Linked DNA regions of Sus scrofa: region 2 is linked to region 1. The links are chromatin contacts, called in public Hi-C maps. All regions are on one chromosome and are shown on one strand. Each heading gives the region's core, a stretch centred on a gene start, on an enhancer-like site or on the middle of the called end of the contact. The rest is flanking DNA. Distances are from core to core; before and after follow the strand shown.

What was found. Hi-C and Micro-C count contacts between places; a contact is called where the count stands out from the background.
Region 2: a contact with region 1 is called in a Hi-C map of embryonic fibroblasts, with 2.5 times the contacts expected there. The contact joins the promoter of DMTF1 here to the promoter of SLC25A40 in region 1. A contact is called at or near these places in 1 of 47 Hi-C or Micro-C datasets (embryonic fibroblasts) and 1 of 2 datasets of contacts at active chromatin or transcription factors (alveolar macrophages).

The regions. Positions count from the first base shown.
Region 1 is chr9:92,479,797-92,483,010 of Sscrofa11.1, forward strand. SLC25A40 (solute carrier family 25 member 40) reads left to right here and starts at 1,729. Exons shown (of 12, transcript XM_021102524.1): 1 at 1,729-1,973. It overlaps DBF4 (DBF4 zinc finger), which reads right to left and starts at 1,519. Exons shown (of 12, transcript NM_001137637.1): 1 at 1,259-1,519; 2 at 1-69. The coding sequence starts at 1,304.
Region 2 is chr9:93,461,508-93,464,721 of Sscrofa11.1, forward strand. DMTF1 (cyclin-D-binding Myb-like transcription factor 1) reads right to left here and starts at 1,622. Exons shown (of 17, transcript XM_021063471.1): 1 at 1,421-1,622. LOC102166910 (a long non-coding RNA gene) reads left to right here and starts at 1,641. Exons shown (of 3, transcript XR_001304172.2): 1 at 1,641-1,757.

The DNA of each region.
Region 1 (3,214 bases), core at 479-2,978:
CTGGTTTGTTATCAGTTTTCAGAGATTTCAAAGATGGTCGGTTTTTCTCATTTTTAACCTGGATTCCACCTGTTGTTTAAAAAATTTAGAATCAGATGATGTTTTATGTAGATGAAATTTCTACTGTTTTGAAAATATTCGTTTATATAATAATCATACTATATAGAGGGAAAAATCTTTATAATTTCACTAATTTAGCAGTCATTAACATTTTGTAGTACCACACAGAATAAAGGCAAAATACCCTATATATTTTAACAAACACTATGTCACAAAATAATTACTGCTTACAGTCAGTAGTTAGATTTGCAGGAAATACGTGTTTATTCATGTTTTATGCGTTAAGGCAGGGAACTATATGAAACCAATTACATCTTAGGATGTAAACTCCGTGGAGTACTTACCAAATACTCAAGGAGCTTCTGCCATTCTGTTGAACACTCAAAACTGGTACTTAACATGTTGAACATCAAATAATGCAAGAAACCTGTTACCCAGAATGACCCAATCCTCTAGTTTCTATCTGCTCAAGGTTTAGTTTCAGTCAGAGTTACTGTACATATTAAGAACTAAATGGTCCATTTGAAGAACTAAATCACCATTCATTTCATTCTTTTGAAAACAAATTTGAGATCCAAACAACTGTTTAAAAAATTAAGGACTCAATCTGCTCATAAGTAGAAGACCACAGTAAATATACATATACACTATACATCTAAAAGGAAAACTTAAAGGCTGGAATCCTTTACCAAATAAAAGTGATCGAAAAATGAAAATTTACCTTTGTTTCTATTTTGAAAACAACAATGGTGTGTTTGAAATACAAATACTTTCCCTCCACTTTATGAGTAAAACCAAAAATCTACACCCACAATCACCCAATTTAATCCTGAAGCGAAAAGCCCTCAGCACATCTGCTTTTAAAGAGACTCTAGCTACAGCCTCAAACGGTCGCAGCGTCTGTGGGAGCCCCGGAGAGTTCCCGGGTTCGCACATTGTCTTCAGATTTCACAACCGAAGGCACCACTGGGAATCTGCGGTTGAAGCTGGAACGCTGAGGGCGCGAGAGCAGGGCCGGGATCCACTCACTTTCTGAGGCAAAACCTTAAACCGAGCCTTCCTTCAGGCCTCAGAGCAGAAGGAACATGTCAGAATAGGAAAGCAGCAGACTCAGCGCGAGAAATCTCAAGAATTAATAATGGAACCAGGAGGGGAGGAAAGGATTAAAGGGACTGCGGGCGGAGGAGGGGCTTCATACCCTGGAAATGTCCTCTGCTGTGGATCCTCATGGCTCCGGAGTTCATGGCAACTCGCCGGTACCTACATGCTGGGTCCGGGGAGGGTGTCGCGCCGGGTGGCCGCGGAAACACAGCTCCTCGAGGCCCGTTGACCGGCCGCTCGCTTCTCCTCTTCCGCGGGCCACCACACCCACGAAGGAGAGAGGCCGCGTCTATCCGCCGGGTTTCCGGGGCCGAACTTAACCCCAGGGCGCGGAGCAGGAAAAGGTGAAGCACAACGAGTGGGCTGCGGCGGTTGAAGATTTGAAAACGCGTCACGCGACGCGGCGCCGATACGCGCGCCCCGCCCCCTCTCACGCGGCACGCCTCGCCCCGCCTCGCGCTCGCCCCCACGTGCCCGCCCCCTCGCGTCGCGCTGGACCCCTGCGTGCCCGCCTCTTCGCGCTGCGCGCCCCACCCCTCACGCCCCGCCTCCTCCCGCCGTGCGCCCCGCCCCCACGGGCCGCGTCTCCACCCGCTCCCCTCCCCCACTGCGATGCTTTCTCAGCCTCATCTTCGCGGTTGGTTCCTGCTGCTTCTTGTCCCTATGCTTTTTTGTACAGTCCCTGTGGCTCGGAGTTGACCAAACGTAGTGAATGCAGTTAGCACCAAAGGCCGGCCCACCCTGCCCTCAGCGTCATTCCCGCCTTTTGAGGTTGCTGGGACCGCCTGCACTGCAGCCGCCTCCTCCCTCAGGTACGCTAGTTTTCCTCGACCTGTCCGGAGGGCTGGAAGCGCGGCGGCTGCGGCCGAGCCAGGACTCACCTTTAGGCCGGGCAGGTTGGCAGCGACAGACTCTGTTCGGCTCGCCCAGAGTCGCAGAGCGTAGTTTTCCCGCGGTCGCCCCGCTGGCTGGAGGCAGGCCGCAAAGGGACTCTCCCGGCAGAGAGCGGCGGCGGGTTTGGGGGGGGCGTCGGAGCGAGGGTTGGGCCTGAAGGCCCCGGCCTGGAGCGCGTCCGGGGCGCTTTGTGCCTTTTGATGCTTGTGTGCACCGCTCAGTTAACCTCTGCTGTGCACTCTGTTGTTTTCGTCTTATTGGGTAGAAGTTTATTTCAGCAATAACAGAACGAAAGGGGAATTCGAAATCTCAAGTCTACGATTTGGGGTCTGGACCAACCACCGATTAGCCTGTAAAACTTGGGTTTAATTACCTAATCCCTTTGAGACTCAGTTTTTTCATCCGGGACTTGTAGTAAAGAATAAATTTGAATGTTTTGAGAAGTAAATTAATTTTCTAAGTGGGAGAGCGCTTACACATACAAAATGAATTTTGGTGTTTCTGCTCTTAAACTTCTTAAAGAGTAAAAAGGGTTAAATCTTGTGCTGTTTTGCTTTTCTTACCTCCTGGCCTCGGTGGTCACTTATTGTTTAATGATTGATTTTTAACTCAGTAGCTCGGGGAAGTTAGTGCCGATATCACCGTTTCACAAATAGGTAGTTTAAAGCAAAGATAAGGGTAAATTGTAATACCGTTAGTCAAAATGGAGAGCACAGAGAGGTGGTCCAGGTTTGCTAAGGGAAATTAGAGTTTTGCAGTGATGGTTTTAGTTTGAGGGGCTTGAGGAGACAGGTGTGGAACTGTCTTTATTAGACGCTTGGTAATATTTGTCTATAATTCAGGGGAGATGTTCTGGAGGGAGTGATGGTGGTGGCACAGAAAGGGAATATAGATTGATTTGAGAGACATGGTACAGACCAATCACTGATTCTCAGTCATAGGGTGATATGTAAAAGGTTATCAGATCTTGGAGGAGGTATAGTTTGAACAAACATATTTCCATTAGAATTTCTTTTTGGGAAATAAAATCTGTTTTCAAAATGTAGGCTACAAAAAGAGCACAAGATTTATATGTTCACAAGAAGTTTTAAAAGATTGAGAAACACCTAATATAGAATGCAGTTAAAGTCATGGGAGAAAATGAAATTGCCCTGGAGAG
Region 2 (3,214 bases), core at 372-2,871, 980 kb after region 1:
AATATTTAAGGGGTAGTAAATTACTAAATAAGTGAATAATAAATGCAGTAATAATAAGTTATTTGAAACATAAATTTAAAATCAGCTCAAAGGAAAAAAATCTGAAGTAACGAAAGAAACTGAAAATCTTTCACTGAAAAATAGTTTTTCTGTTGATAAAACTTTCAACACAAAGGAAGAATTAAACTACAGCTTAAAAGCTATAAACGGTTGTCTTTCACGAATTCAAAATAAAGGCAAAAATCAGTAAAAGATAAAATAGTTCCAAATGGTGTTGTTCTAAGCGTAACATACTGAATATTAGACAGTAATCCTACAGAACACGCATTTTGTTAAATAGCCCAAAGAGAAGCCTCACCTACTGTCGGAAAGAAGATACACGAAGATGAATCAAGTTACGAGAAAAGCAACCACACATTGATCAATCAGGGAAAGAAAGTCCTGACCTATATTTCAGAGATTTATCACCTCTCCTTATCTACATCCAACTGTTTTTATTACAAAAACACATGCTGTATCATTCAACTGCAGAGAACGGCACTTGGCCACTTTTATTTTCAAATCTATGTTGTAGTTTCCCTGAAAAGATTCTCAAACTCTATTTTAAAGGATGAAGAAGATTAAAACAAAAAAAAATTTTCTTTGGAACTAGGCAAAATACAATTCCTAGTTTGCAATCGCATTTTCCTGGTTTCTGCCGGGTTAGGTCTGTCTCCCAGCACTCCAGCCCGTCTTTCCCTTCAAAAAGAGACTCAGGCTGACAGAGAAGGTTTGTCCGGCAACAACGATCCCCTCGGCCTGGGCCACGAATAAGTGAGCGAGAGTGAACCTCAAAAAAATGGGAGTAGAGTCGAAGACGCAAACAAGGTAAAAGGGAAAAAAACCGGGTGGAGTAGGGCGAGACCCGCCCCAACTCTCTCCATTCCATCCAAGCCCACTTCTCCTTCACTGGGTGATATAATTAAACCGAAAAGCTAACGAAAATATTAAAATTAAACAAGAACCCTTCGAGAAAGCAAGGAGAGCTTCCTAATCTCCGCCATCCCAGGCCCGAGTCTCTAGCCTAAGCTCTCGGCCCACCCCACCCCCAGGGGTCCCGGCGCCATTTAGCTCCTCCGAAGCCGCCGCCATTTTCCGCCCCCGCCGATTGCTAGCTGTGGCTCGGCGGCCGCTCGCTACCCTGCTCTGTAGCCCACGCCACCGCCGCAGGCCCGGCCCCGAGAGGGAGGCCCTGGCCTGAGCGTGCGGGACGGCAGCTTCAGCGTCACGAAGGCCCATCTCCGACCCCGCCCGCGGTGCCCCGACGCCGGCAGCTGGCGCCGGCCGGCGGGAGCAGGCGGGAAGCAAGGGGGCCGGACAGGCTCCACTGGGCGGAGCGGCCCTAGCGGCGGTTGGGACCTGAAGGTTCCATCGCACTTACTTCCTGTTTTGGGTCCGGGCACTTTGGAAGAACCAGGATGGAGGCTCCAAAAAATACCAGGATGGAGGAAGCAGCCACGGGCAAGAGTGGCTGCAGCTGGAGTGAGCGAGCGCTACGAGCCACCGGAAACGGAGCTACGGCCGCGCCACTCCCCCAGCCCCCGCACGCTCCCCCGCCCGGCCTCCTCTCTCTAGGGGCGGCTCTGCGCGCCTGACGCTTACGTCACTTCCGGCCAAGTTGGAGCGCGAAAAAGATTCCTGGTCATTGGAGCTTCAGTCCCCGTCTGAATGGGATTTGTTTATGGTCTGCTGTTTTCCTCTTCTCTTAGGAAATCTCGGTACTGATCATGCCGTTGCTAATACTATGAAGGAGAGCCTTTTTGGGCGCAACTGTGGTCGTCCTAGCTCAGGGCCGGTTGGGTCCCGCCAGCTGATTTTCTTTATTACCTTGGGGCTCTTGGCTGAGGGAGCCGCGGTGTGGAACGTCTTTCGAGCCGGGTCTGAGTGCAGATAGAAGCTAAGAATTGTGTGTCTGGGTTTTCTCACTTGGTCAGCCTTGCTGTAGGCGCGTAGACGTGTTACCTATTGGTCATGTGATGCAATTCTGGGTGAAATGTATCTTCTCTGAGCTTAGGAAGATGCTATTTTGTAGCGCACGGCAGGCCTTGTAAAGCACTGCTTTTTTGCTCTGGCTGCGCTTCAGTTACCTGGAGAGCTTTCCAGGCAAAACCGATACTCGGCCCCACCCCTAGGGAGTTTTTAAGCCTCCGGAGAACCCCTGCAAAGATTTTTGTTTTGAAAGAGTTCGGAAGGTTTAGTGGTCAGAACCCTGTTACAACTCTTTATGATTCTGACCTCAGTTTACTTGTTTTTAAACGTGGTTTATTTTACGCTGCTTCTCTTTCGCTACTGGGATGTCAGGAGTTTAAAAATTACAGTTGACACATGTTCTTGCATCCTACAACTGTGTGTAGGCTCACAATACATTGTCGCAATGGGAATGAATTCAGCATCAGTCGTAAAGGTCAAAAGAAGGCAACATGGGAATATGCACATCTTGGATGTTAATAATGCCTAGTGATTTCCTCTGTTTTGGCTTTTTTAAAAAAATTGTGTTATGCAACCTTGATTTCTTTCGAATTCAAAATGTAGCTGACTTTGTGGAAGTGACATTAATTCATCGAAGAAAGGGGAAGACAAGCAAACGGCACAATATTTGTTTAGATTTTAAGCCGAATGTATATAGTTTTCACCAGTAGTACATATTACCTGTTCTTCGGGGTAATTTTCTCACTGATAAATGTTGCATTTCACAAAAAGGAATGTAAAATGAGATAACATCGCACACCATTTAGAATAGCCAAAATTCACAACACTCACTGCACCAAGTGCAGATGAGGCTGTGGAACAATAGGAACTCTCATTCGTTGATAAAGGGACTGCACAATGGCATGGACACTTTGGAAGACAGTTTGCTGGTTTCTTCTAGAAGCAAGCATATTCTTGCCATATGATCCATTAATTGCTCCTTGATATTCGCCCCAAATAGTTGAAACCTTACTTCCATGTAAAAACCTGCACACATATTTATAGAAACTTCATTATAATTGCTAAAACTTAGAAGCAACCAAGGTGTGTATCTATTACTAAATGGATAAACTGTGATACATCCATACAATGTAATATTCAGTGGTAAAAAGAAGTGAGCCGTCATTGAGCCATGAAAAGACAGGGAGGACCCTTAAATGCATACAACTAAGAGAAAGGACTTAATCAGAAAAGGTACATTCTGAAT